Linked DNA regions of Sus scrofa: region 1 is linked to region 2. Evidence: chromatin contacts called from public Hi-C data. All regions are on one chromosome and are shown on one strand. The core of a region is the stretch at or near the end of the contact, and the rest is flanking DNA. Distances in the headings are between cores, read along the strand shown. Region 1 overlaps SPATA13 (spermatogenesis-associated protein 13). Region 2 overlaps SPATA13 (spermatogenesis-associated protein 13).

Region 1 (6,374 bases), core at 1,134-3,633, 130 kb before region 2:
GATGGGAAAGGATGAATTTGAGGCTGTGGAAAGTCACCGCATTTAGATGCACATACGCAGTGAACTCCCTCTCGGCGCTCACGGTTCGCGGGTGATTTGCCCGGAGCGCCTGCATATTAACGTCCAGGTAGAAATGATGTGGGACGTAAGGGTTGACACCACGCGTTGGAGCCGCGAGGCTGGGCGGCTCTAGCCCTGGACCTCAGGTGTCTCACTGGGCAGTCGGGCTGAGAATCCTGCACCTGCCTTGCTATGGGTGGCAAGTGCAGGGCGGTACTTCTCTCTCCGGCCACTAGGTGTCGCAGAAAGCTCACTCCTGCTGGGCTGAGGTTCGCAGGGCGTGGTGGGGGGAGGTTGGTTGGGGGTGGAGGGGGCGGGGGCTGCCGCCTGTGGTCACTGGCTCTGCAGACTTTGTCCTTTGCAGGTTTTGTCTTCCCCAGGAGGTGAGCAAAGCAATGCTTTGGTCCCAAGTTTGGAGTTGGTGGGGACTGGTGATTCAGCCATCTAGACTCAGACAAGAATTTTTAAGAGACACCCAAACAACCCCTTCGCTCTCCTGATGGCTGTTTGAACCCTGGCTGGGAACCAGAACTCTTCCGGGAACAGATTATCATGTGGGCCACGAAATGGGAATTTACAAGGATTTTTTCAAACATGAACTAATGGACAGAGGAAGAGTTATAATGTATCCGTGGATAATGTATCCGCTTACAGTGTAGACACCTTCGGAAATGAAGTGGTGGGGCGGCCCAGGCGTCCCTCTTGTCCCGGGTCTCTGGGGGCCCCCGGATAGCAGGTGGCTTGTGCCCGGGGCAGTGGGCAGAGGGGAGCGAGGAGGGCGGAACAGACCCACAGAGCTGCCACTTCAAGCACCTGCTGCTCCCGTGGGGGAAAGCCTTGTTCCCACCACACTCCCCACGCACCCCCCCCAGCAGCCCCCGGGGGCGGGGGCGGGGGCCTAGGCCAGGAGTTCATCTGACCAGGGGAGGAGGGAAAACCCTTCTGGAGATTTAAAGAGACCTTCACGTCCATTTGTGATCATTTTGGACAACGTGTCCAGTTGAACAAAATAAACTCTCTCCCAGTGAGTCTTGAAGTGGGGGGCATTCTGAGGAATGACCACCCAGCCTCTGTTGGAAGTGTCAACAGTGAGTTATTAGAAATGGCAGCACCGGACAGAAGCTTCTGATTTAGGATGGAAAGTTGTGTGGCCGTGCCAGGGTCGTAATACTGATCAATCCGTCAGTAAGGGCGCCAACTCCTCGTGGTACTATGCCCTCTGGAACTTACACCATAAGTAGGAATTTCTGTTGTGACTCAGCGGGTTAAGAACCCAACCTGCTCTCTGTGAGGATGCAGGTTCGATCCCTGGCCTCGCTCAGCGGGTTAGGGATCCGGCCTTGCCCTGAGCTGTGGTGTCGGTCATAGATGCGGCTCAGATCTGGCGTTGCTGTGGCTGTGGTGTCGACTGGCAGCTGCAGCTCCATTTCGACCCCTAGCCTGGGAACCTCCCTATGCTGCAGTTGCAGCTGAAAAAAAAAATAAATAAATAAGTAGATTCAACTGGTTACTTTTCAGAAGGTGTTGTTATGACTGTGATTTTACGTTATAATTCAAATTTTCTATGAACCACATAATACTAGTTGCTCTACTTCAAAATGTGAACGCCAAGAAAGCAAATGTGCCTTCTCTTATTTTACATAGTTGGAGGTTTCGGTCAGCAAACCTCTGGCCTCAGCCGTCTGAAGGATGACGTGCCACACAGAGTAAAGGGGCCTCGGCCTGTGGTCTGCGTGTGTATGGCATGCAGCGTATATGCTCGTGGGAATATTATATTTTTGTGTGACACGCACTTTCTGTGGTGTATTCTCATACTCTCCTCCCTCTCCCCTCTTCCTCGGGGTTACGGACGTTGCTCTGAATCCATCCCTTCATCCTTGCACAGCAGAGTGTTGACGGTCAGAGACTCAGGTGCTAAGGCCCTACCAGCCGACTGACCCTGGCCGGGCCACCACCCTCCTGCGGCCTGAGTCTTCTCATTTGTCCAGGAATAAGGTGGGATCCCAACCTTGAAATTGCTTGCCAAATCTAGGCGCTCTTGGCTGTCCCAGTCCTCTGCCAAGTGGCCTCTAAAAGCTCGTGTCAGTTGCCTGAGCAGTTCTGTCTGCTCCCTCCCGGATGCAGAATAAAGCAATTGCAAGACTTTTGCTCAGTGACCTTGGCAATGTCAAATCTTGTTCTGGAAAATGTCTTTTGACTGTTGGGGTTGGAAGGAGATATAAGGATATTGCATATTTACGTGGGCGGTCTCACAACGAAGGGACAGAGTAGCAGAAGGTTTTACCGCTGGAGAAAACCAGCCCATTTCTCTCTGCAAAGCCCTGTACGGCGTTAGGGCGGGTCTGTCATAGCTGGGCCTCATGATGGGAAGCGGGGGAGGGAGCTCGTAGGCCTTGCACCGGTGTTGACACGGTTGAAGGGAGGAAATCAATCACTTTTTACCAAATGAGAAAGGAAGTTAAAACTACAAGTACACAAAGAACAGAAGTGTCTGGAACAGCTTCAATACAGGGTCTGCTGTCTGCCAGCCTGAGTATATTATGACTGGCCAGAGATGCCCCCGAAAGTTCCAGAAAGGGGCAGGCGGGCAGAGCCTAGAGCCTGGCTCAACAAATCAACCTGTGTTTGTTTGTTTGTTTTGTATTTTTAGGGCTGCACCTTCGGCACATGGAGGTTCCCAGGCTAGGGGGTGGAATCAGAGCTACAGCTGCCGGCCTACCCCACAGCCACAGCAACACCGGATCCTGAACCCACTGAGCGAGGCCAGGGATCGATCCTGTGACCTCATGGACACTAGTCTGATTCGTTTCCACTGAGCCACGATGGGAACGCCCTGTGTTTGGATTTTGAAGGTGGTGAGAGCGTAAATTGAACCTTGGGGTCGTCGTGAGTTTTCCATATAAAATGTACAGTGTGTTGAATCCTCCCTCCCCCTGCCCGTGGCTCCGTGTTCTTCTGTCCCGCGTGTCAGCCCCGTGCAGGTGGCGTGTCGGCCCGCAGAGCCAGCACAGAGAACACCTATACACCTGCGTGCCCGAGCCAATGGCAAGACGGTGTCTTTTGACAGCTCGTCTTCTGAGCTGGGCACACACAGCACTTAAAAGACCAAGACCCACGTCTGTGTTTTGGGAGAGATGTGAGGCTAAGAGAAGCAGGATGCTCTGTGCGCCTGGCCAGACGAGCAAAGCGATGTGGGTGCCCCTCCCTCCCCCGCCCTTCACCTTGGCCTCCAGGCCCCGCATCCCGGCTGCCATCCCCACACCCTACGCGGCTGCCAGCCTCAGAGGGAGGCTCCCATCACAGCCTCTGGCCCCCCTGGGAGGCCTCGGCACAGCAGCCCTGTCGCCCAGGGCCCACGACTGCCCCACCAGAAGGCGGGCTCCACGTGGGGGGTTCTGTGCCGGTCGCGTCTGCGTCCTCAGTGCCAAGCCGCCATCTGGCACAGAGGAGGTACCCATAAATATTCATGGGGCCAGCCGGTGAATCACTGTCAGTCCGCCTCCGTGGCCAAGACGGAAGCCCTCTGGCCATCCGCCAGCCCCTTGTCGTGACCCCGAGCTGGCCTGGGCTTCCGGCCCCCTGGCCTGGGGCCTCCACACCCCTCCTCCTCTCTGGACTCTGGCCGCAGGAAGACACACCCCTCAACATCGTCCCCAAGTGCCCCCCCAATGCCTGGAACCCTGGCTGTCACCCAAGAACACACTGCCCCAAGCGCCCTCCTCCCCTCCCCACTTCCTCTGAACGAGGGTCAGCACCCGCTTCTGTTTCATCCCGTGTAAAACCAGACAAAACTCTGCTCTCTACGGCCGCCATCGGGCCGCGAAGCCACGTGCTGTGTGTGGGGCTGTGCTAACTCCCCACCGAGGGCCTCCGCCCCGAGGGCCTCCTGTGCCCCTCCCCGGGGGGGCCTCGATCCTCCCGTCACGACCCCTACTCTCTCCTGCACCTGCTCTTCAGCTACACCAGACCCACCCCACACACTGCTTTCCTCTGTGAATTCACCATCCTGTCCCAGAAAACTGAAGAAGTCCTTGAGCTCCCAGTCAGCGCATCAGCATAAAAGCAGCAAAACCTGGAGTTCCCGTCGTGGCTCCGTGGTTAACGAACCCAGCTGGTATTCATGAGGACGCAGGTTCGATCCCTGGCCTCGCTCAGTGGGTTAAGGATCTGGCATTGCCACGAGCTGTGGTGCAGGTCACAGATTCGGCTCGGGTCTGGCGTGACTGTGGCTGTGGTGTAGGCTAGTGGCTACAGCTCCGATTCGACCCCTAGCCTGGGAACCTCCATATGCTGCAGGTGCAGCTGAAAAAGACGGGGAAAAAAAAAGAAAGGCAACAAAACTTGCTGAAAACGACTCACCTCCTGGCTCCATCAAGCTGACGTGTCATGATTGGGTGACTGGGTGACACTTGGATTTAAAGCATCACCATTAAATTAAAGGAAAAAGAGTAGCCTCACCGGAGAAATCTGGCAGGCAGCACCTTAACCAGGTGACAGAGCTACCGTCACCATGGATGTTCTTGTCCTGAGCGCACGTTTCCCTTTCCTGAGACAGTCCCCAAACCCAAACCTGGCCTACTGAGGAGGAAAATCCCAGACAACTCAGCTGGCAGGAAATTGTGGAAGGCACTGCACCACCCCCTTTAAAACTGCGGTGGAACAAGAAAAGCCTGAGAAACTGTCCCCAACCAGAGAAGACGCAGGCGCTGTGACAGCCCCGTGCAGCGTGGCATCCGGATGGGAGCTTGGAGCAGAGGAAGGGGCATTTGCCAGCCGTGTCGAAATCCCCCTGGAGCTCAGGTCATAGCTGTCACCATCTCAGGTTCAAATGCCATTGGCCATGTAAGAGGTTAATAGTTGGTGAAACTGAGTGAGGGACATACGGGAACGCTCTGTACGATCTTTGCAGCTTTTATGTAAAGCTAAAAGTCTGCCAAAAGAAAGAGTCTGTGCGCCAAAAGGATGCTTGAATTGACCCAGGTTAGATGGCAGATGTGGCTTGGATCCAGCATTGCTGTGGCTGTGGTGTCGTAGGCTGGCAGCTGCAGCTCCGGTTCAACCCCTAGCTTGGCAACTTCCATAGGCCGCACGTGGGGCCCTACAAAAGCAAAAAAGAAATAGCCAATATTAAGCCTAACTCTTCGTATAGATAAAAAACTGTAAGAAGATTAAGGAGGGTTATGTAAGTAAATTCACACATGATGAAATTTCACTGTGTATGAAGTTAAAAAGTCATTAGCATGAGAAGTGAAGGCTAATAATTCGTTTTAAGTGAGCAGTAAGGAGAGCAGGCGGTATCGTGTTTCACTAACTACTTCTTGTTTCTCACCTCAGGAAAAGAATCTTAGGGGAGAAAAAGCTACTGATGTGACCTAAGACTGTTTTTGTTTCAATGATGAGACTTGCCCACACAAACAATTCTGTGTTTCGTCATTCATTTTGCTATTCCTGTCATATTACCAGTTCAGTCATTCTTGCCAGTGTTTGATCTTCACCCATGACCAGATGCTTCTGGCTACGGTGAAAGGGTAAAAGTAGGGGATGGGCAGGGTTGAGGGGCTGACCCCCAAAAGGGGACCAACAGCTCAGATCTCAGTGGCCAAAGGGGGGGTTCCAAGTGTGGGTTCACTCCGGGACAGTAGCCCCACCTGCTTGAGATCTGGGGGCAACATGGCAGAGGGCCTTGTGGTGAGCGGCTCATTGGCCTAGGATTTGCCCTGGCGAGGTGACGCAAGGGACCCTGTCCCAGCCCCAGGACATCCTTTAGCTCAGGGGTGTCCCACATACTGACTGCTGTCCAGGGCAGAGCTCCAGGGCAGGGCGGCGTGGCTGACAGGACGGGTCCCAGTGTGTTGGTGTAAGCAGACCAGGCAGACCACGTGTTGCAAGTTACAGAAAACCCAGCCGATTGGGTTGCACGGTAGGGACGGTGGACCTGCTCGGGTAACCGAGCTGTCCCCAGGTGATTGGACTCGTCGTGACTTGGGTAGCCCTGATCCCGGGATCCCTCCGGGGTTCTCCTGACCTGTTCTCGCCTCACACGGGCGTCCCTCTGGGTGGTGAATAGCCACGTGGACTCAGGCACCCCGCTGAAAGGGAGAGAGAGAAGACCCACAGCAGGTGGGGGTTAAGAACCCAACTAGCATCCATGAGGACGCAGGTTCGATCCCTGGCCTCGCTCAGTGGGTTAGGATCCGGTGTTGCTGTGAGCTGTGGTGTAGATCGAAGACGCAGCTCAAATCCCGCATGGCTCTGACTGTGGTGGAGGCCGGCAGCTGTAGTTCCGATTCGACCCCTAGCCTGGGAACCTCCAT
Region 2 (6,266 bases), core at 3,390-5,889:
TCCCCGGTTCTGTAGTGGAGGTTGGATGGGCGATGCTGCCGTGGGTGCTCAGGGCTGTGCAGGGCGGGTGAGGGATGGGAGCGGCCCTGTCGGTGATGGGGAAGGGCCTTGCTGGCCCCTGAGGAGTTGGGGCCGTCTTTGCAGGAAATCACTACGTTTACCTCTGTGGCCGCCTGCATCGTCCTGTTCCTCGCACTGGCTCGGCAAAGAGCTGCGGACCATTCTACCCTCTGGCTTGGGAGCGAGTCCACCGGCGTGCAGTGTGGCGGCACAGATCCCGAGCCCCACCCGGAGCTGCTAAGCCAGGATGGATCATCTGGGCTTTTGCGCGATGCTCAGGGAGAGGTCCCAAACCCCGGCGTTTGAGAGCTGCTGTCCGGGCTGAGGCCCCTCTGGCTTATTCATATCCAGTCTGTTAGGTTTGGGCGTTTCTCTTCCGGGTCTACCCCAGCTAATTCTTGGCTTAGGCAAGAGGCACTCCTGAGAGCCTTAAACCTGGCTTACAATCCTGTTATTGCATCGAACTCATCTTAACTGGATATGAATCTCTACAAACAATTCCCCCCAGCTGAAATTAAAACCTTACAAGCTAGAAATAAACGGTGGAACGAGGCATCTGGTCTAAAATATGTTGAAGATGTTATAAAAGTGAATTGTGATGATCATTGTACAACTATAAACGTGATTAATTCAGTAAGTCATAAAGTATGTTGAAGAGCGTGAGGTGGCCGTGGCTCTACCCACTGCTGGGCACTGAAATTTTACCAGCTCCCTCGGGAACTTTAAACATCTCTTACAACTAAAAGCGTCAGGAGCCACCTCTCAGGCTTCTCTGATGCTTTTCCAGCTAGTAAAGGTCCTTCTCAGCTGCCCTGCCAAGGAGGTCAGCGTTTTGGGATTTGCTTTCAGTGATGAGTCAACTGAAGTCTTGGGAGGCTACAGACCCCCTCCCAAGCCCCGCAGCTGGTGGCAGCTGAGCTGGACCAGGGCCGGCATTGGGGCGGAGCCGGGGGAGGGGTCCTGCCCAGACCTGCCTGCACACAAGTTCTGACCACTCGCTGGTTTCCTGGTCTTTGGTGGAGTCTTCATCTTCCTTATCTGAAAACAGGATTTAAAATATCCGCTGCAAGGGTTCTGAGATTCAGTGAGAGGAGTTCAGTAAAGACCCCATGTCATGTGCTGATGCTGTTGTCCCCACCCCCACCCCCACCTTGTTTTCTCTTGCTCCTCGTCCAGCATCTTCCCACGCGGCTGGTCCCTGCGCTGTTCATTTCCTGGGTGGGGTTTGGCTGCTTGGGGTGGGCTAGGCAGTTTCGGTGGGTCACCCGATGACCCAGGAGAGGAAGCACTGTGGACAGTGGCGATGGTGTGACTCTGGGGCCAGAGCTCCGCTGGCCTGGAAGGTCCTGGGCAGGTGGCACGGAGCCTTAGACCGTCCGGTTGTGACGGATGTCAAGCACGGCAGCCCCTGTCCCCGAACCCACAGCACAGAAATGTTTTGAGCACCCCTCGGCGTATGGAGCTCCCAGGACCAGGGATCAGATCTGAGCCGCAGCTGCAACCTAGGCCACAGCTGTAGCAATGCCGGATCCTTAACCCACTGACTGCCCTGGGCCAGGGGTCAAACCTTCCCTGTGATGCTGCAGAGATGCCACCGATGCCGTTGCCCCACAGCGGGACCGCCGCGCTGCAGGCTGTGGGGTAGGTGTCCTCTGCGGCCACACGGGTCAGAGCCTCACGTCCCTCGATGGAAGTTGAAGGGAAACGCATGGGGCATCTGGGGGCCTCGCCTTCCTTCTGGGCAGGCCCCGTGCCCACAGCCCCGGGGACTCAACCTGATCCGGCTTGGGGTTGACCCCACTGGTCACGTCCATTGGCTGGACGCTTACAAGCTTCAAGGAGGGGTGACAGGATCTACTTGTCATCAGTGCGAGGGGCCGAAAGAGCAAAGGATCCCAGCGAAGCTGCGTCCTTCCTCCCCTGACTCCTCTCCGAGCCCTTTTCCCAGCGTCCCGCCACCACGGCCTCTGCGTCCGTTCCCTTCTGTTCATGGTAAAGAGATGTCTTCAAAGTCCTAAATCTGGAGTTCCCATCGTGGCTCCGTGGTTAATGAATCTGACTAGGAACCATGAGGTTGCAGGTTCGATCCCTGGCCTCGCTCAGTGGATTAAGGATCCAGCATTGCCGTGAGCTGTGGTGTAGGTCGAAAATGCATCTCAGATCCTGCGTTGCTGTGGCTCTGGTGTAGACCGGCGGCTACAGCTCCGATTCCACCCCTAGCCTGGGAACCTCCATGTGCTGCAGGTGCAGCCTTAAAAAGACAAAAAAAAAAAAAAGTCCTAATCTTTTCCCTCCCTCTGTCCCCAGCGGAGGGACTTTTCTGGAGAAGATGCATTGCCTCGTCCCGCCCGCGTCCAGGACCAAGTAGGAGAACTTTCCCACCGGGTCGTCGAGGGACGGCCGTGGGTGGTGATTGCAGGCTGAGCGCCGCTTCCTGAGCGCCCAGAAGTGTGCAGTTCTTTGCTCCTTTATCCACCGACCCCGTTCGTCCCTTGCCCCATGCTCGAGGCTTTTTACCTGCCTGCAGCCCCGGCTGCTGACTCTGGGGACATTGCCGTCCTGGAGTCTGGAGGCTTTGGGAAGAATGTAAGCAGCTGCTTTCACCGTGAGGAAGGTTCCCTAAATTCACTGCGCTAATCATTTCCCAGGACAGGTAGGTGGGGTTGTTAGGCTGCCCCACCCCGGGAACATCTATGGTGCTGTCAGTTATAGCTTGATAAACCGAGGAAAGGGGCACTTTTAAATGAATGTAAGATGTTATCCCTTTGGTCTCTCTCGCTTTTCTTTTTTTTTTTTCTTCTGCCGTGCCCATGGCAAGTGAATGTTTCCCGGCCAGGGACTGAACCCCAGCCACAGCAGTGACAATGTTGGATCCTTAACCCACCGGGCCACCGGGGAACTCCCCCTTTGGTCTTCAAAGGAACCAAAAAAGGGGAAAATGTCTTTGGGGCTCAAACGTTTTCTAAATCTGCAACGATTTCCTTGTTCTTGCTTTCAGCACCTCAGAAGGGGGCGTGGATGTGGGATCCCTCCCGGAATTCCTAGGACGCGTGTTAATACGCCCTGTTCCAAGGACTCTCCTGGGCTGAAGATAAGGGGCCTCCCTGCACAGCCACTCCCACTGGAGGGAAATGGGGTGATAACGTGTGGCTCTAAAGAGGGAGGTGCTGCTCTTTCGACTTTATAGCAGAGAAGGTCGGAAGGCCCGTTGTCTGGAGCTGGAGCACGTCGAGGGCGCACAGGCTACTCTTAAGCGCTGTTATCTCAACTGGCAAGTTTTCGCCTATGTTTATAATCTGGCGGCATCCTCACCAGAAATCTGGAAGTTGGGGATTTTATTATTACTTTCACCATTTTCCAGCTGAAATGCAGCGTTTCCTTCTATTTTGAACGTAGGCTTCAGACCGGCACAATTGCAGCAGCATCTGTGATAGACTCAGCAACGGGAATCATGGATCTTTTTCACGTCCTAGGACAGTTTGGGCTGATATCTTAAAATACCTCATCTCATCAGTACTTCAGAGTATGACAGCTTTTATCTTTGTCTTTTTTTTTTTTTTTTTTTTTTTTTTTTTAGGGCCGCACCCACGGCATATGGAGGTTCCCAGGCTAAGGGTCTAATCGGAGCTGTAGCCGCCGCCTATGTCAGAGCCACAGAAACACCAGATCCAAGCCGCCTCTTGGACCTACACCACAGCTCACAGCAACACCAGATCCTTAACCCACTGAGCAAGGCCAGGGATCGAACCTGCGTCCTCATGGATGCTAGTCAGATTCATTTCCACTGAACCATGACAGGAACTCCTAATTTTACTTTTAAAATTTTTTAAATTCTGTGGCCGAATTTCAGGCCTGAGGAAGTTCCTGGGCCAGGGATTGAACCTGTGCCTCCACCAAGCTGCTGCAGGGGATTCTTAACCCACTGCACCACGACGGGAACTCCTGCAGTCCTCTTAATTCCTATGTTCCATTGTTATTGTATCGACATTCTTTTATTATTTTTGATAATGGCATTTCACAATAATCAGCTTAATTCATAATACTGTCTTCTGTAAATATTTAATGCATGTTTTTGAATTGAGATATGGTTGTTATATAATATCACGCAAGGTTTAGGTATATAACTGAGTGACTCACAGTTTTTAGAGGTTCTATGGCACTTATAGTTCTTAGGTAATATTGGCTGTATTCTCTGCACTGTATCATTTATCCTGTTAGCTAGTAGTTTGTCCCTCCTAATCCCCTCCCCCAATGTGCCCCCCGCCCCGCACCCCCGCCCCGGTAACCACAGTTTGTTCTCTGTCTGTATACTCACATTAAACCGAGCTTCTGAAGGGAATCTCGGTTTTTCTGTGGCATCAGGCGTCTCCCGCAGGTTAATTATTTACTCTTGCTGTGGTTTCCAAAAATCTTTTGACGTCTCTGAGCCGAGGATCTGTCTTGGCTTTGGACTTTTGTAAAGAAAGGAGTCTTGTATAGGAAAAAAACATGCCACCTCCCCCAGCCCCAGTCCACTAGGGAAAGTTCTTTAAACTGTTCTGGGAGGCAAGGGTTAAGAGGCTGCCAACAGGTCTGTTTACTGACATTGATGACTTGGGTGTGAGTTGGCCGGTCAAGGTCAAACTTCAGGAGGTTGATCCCAGTTGGGCTGCTGGGCTGGGAGGAGAATCTGGACCAGAAGAGCTCGGCCCAGCCGCTTATACCCAAGGAGAGGGCTTTTCAAGCGAGGCCAAAGCCCAGCCAGCAGGGATATGGCCACCTGCCTGTGTCTTCAGTGCGTCTGGGGTCCGCTGCCTGCGGCCCAGTCTTGGGTATGTCACCGGCTGCTTCTTGGCGGGGGGGGCTTGGTCAGGTGTTTTTAGGTTGAGTGAACCCAGGTCACATGTCAGAAGCACATGGCATTTGGGAAAAGAGGGCTCCGTTTTGGGATTTGCCTCAAAGTTCCCATTTGTTTTTTCCAGGCATCTCAGTGTCTTCTGACAAAGCATCACTGTTTGAACGTGAGCTGAAATCTGAGGGGGTCCCCCGCCCCCCATTCTGCCCTCCCTCTCTGTACTTTTGCAAGGAGAAAAATGGACATTTCAATGATGGATTATGATTCTGATAACTGATTTCCGCAACTCCTGGTATATTCGGTTCCCCTTAGAAGGCGTGCTTTCTCCTTTCACGCCCCCAGGGGGGCCGTCCTGAGTGGGGGCTGCCTCTCGGTCAAGCTCTGATTTCCCGCCCTCTGCACTCCTCCTCCACCCGCCCCAGCACTTCCTGGAGTGGGTTTGCTTGCAGAACTTGGTACCTGAACAACTAAGACAATTGCTGGTTTTCCTAAACCCATTTCTTTTCTTTTTCATTTTTCTTTTCTTTTTTTTTTGCATTGGTGAGGAAAGCAGGCCACAGGTTGCATAAGTGCAAACACAAACCGAAAAACCCAACTGCACGTAGATTTTGCGAGCAGATGATTTTTTTTGCCTGTAATTTTATCGTACTTCTGTTTTTCCAGCATAGTGTTTCTGAGCCTTTCTGTCGTAAACCAGGTAGTAATATAAATGGTTTTCCTCTCACAGAGTGCTTAGGTTGTCTGTGCCGTTTGATTTAGTTAATTTAGGTGAACTATCCATAATAACCAGTCGTTCATAGGTATGTAATGCAAAAATGTTTCATTGTTCCCTGATTGCTCTCATATTTTCCCACGGTGTCACAGGAAAAATTTTAATCCACCCTCTTAGGTTCTTTTCTGGATGTGTGGGAATGAAACGGACAAAAGTCAGATGAGAGACAAGACAGATTTGATTAAGTGGGAGTTGACGGAAAGCCCTGACTGCAGGAAGTGGTTAGCAGTGGGGGTTTATAGCGCATCCCAAGGAGCGGGAGGTGGGAAGGGGCTTTTAGAAAAGATGAAGGGCCTGCAGGACCACAGATGGGGTCGGACGGTTTGGTGCCTGAGTCTGGTTGGGTGGTGGCTTCTCCCCTCGGCGCCTGGTCGCAAGAAGGCGCATCCTGTCCCAAGAGAAGAGGTTACAACAGCGGAGCTCTGCCTGTTCGGCAGAAGACCAAGCTGGTGGTTTTTCTTTTTTCTGTGCTTTGTTTTGGCTTCGGTCTCCAAGTTGGAAGTTCTATTTCCGAGTAACAGCCAGCGTTACCTGCCCCTCCCCCATATGCAAAATACTGAAAGATGCACGAACCAGAAAATGACAAAGAGAAGCAAGTAA

The links. Hi-C and Micro-C count contacts between places; a contact is called where the count stands out from the background.
Region 1: a Hi-C map of fetal liver shows a contact between it and region 2, with 2.3 times the contacts expected there. The contact joins two enhancer-like sites. A contact is called at or near these places in 3 of 5 promoter capture datasets (fetal liver, fetal skeletal muscle and liver), 26 of 47 Hi-C or Micro-C datasets (adipose tissue, alveolar macrophages, blood and 13 more) and 2 of 2 datasets of contacts at active chromatin or transcription factors (alveolar macrophages and skeletal muscle).

What each region holds. Positions count from the first base shown.
Region 1 is chr11:2,983,835-2,990,208 of Sscrofa11.1, reverse strand. All of the region lies in intron 4 of SPATA13 (spermatogenesis-associated protein 13), which reads left to right. Among named protein-coding and RNA genes, the nearest start is that of AMER2, 140 kb to the left of the region's middle. Within about 2 kb of position 2,383, at least 30 of the 83 cell types and tissues checked have an H3K27ac peak or open chromatin away from gene starts, as enhancers often do. A contact at or near this core is called in fetal liver and liver, where this site is marked.
Region 2 is chr11:2,853,409-2,859,674 of Sscrofa11.1, reverse strand. All of the region lies in intron 7 of SPATA13 (spermatogenesis-associated protein 13), which reads left to right. Among named protein-coding and RNA genes, the nearest start is that of MIPEP, 66 kb to the right of the region's middle. Within about 2 kb of position 4,639, at least 11 of the 83 cell types and tissues checked have an H3K27ac peak or open chromatin away from gene starts, as enhancers often do. A contact at or near this core is called in fetal liver and liver, where this site is marked.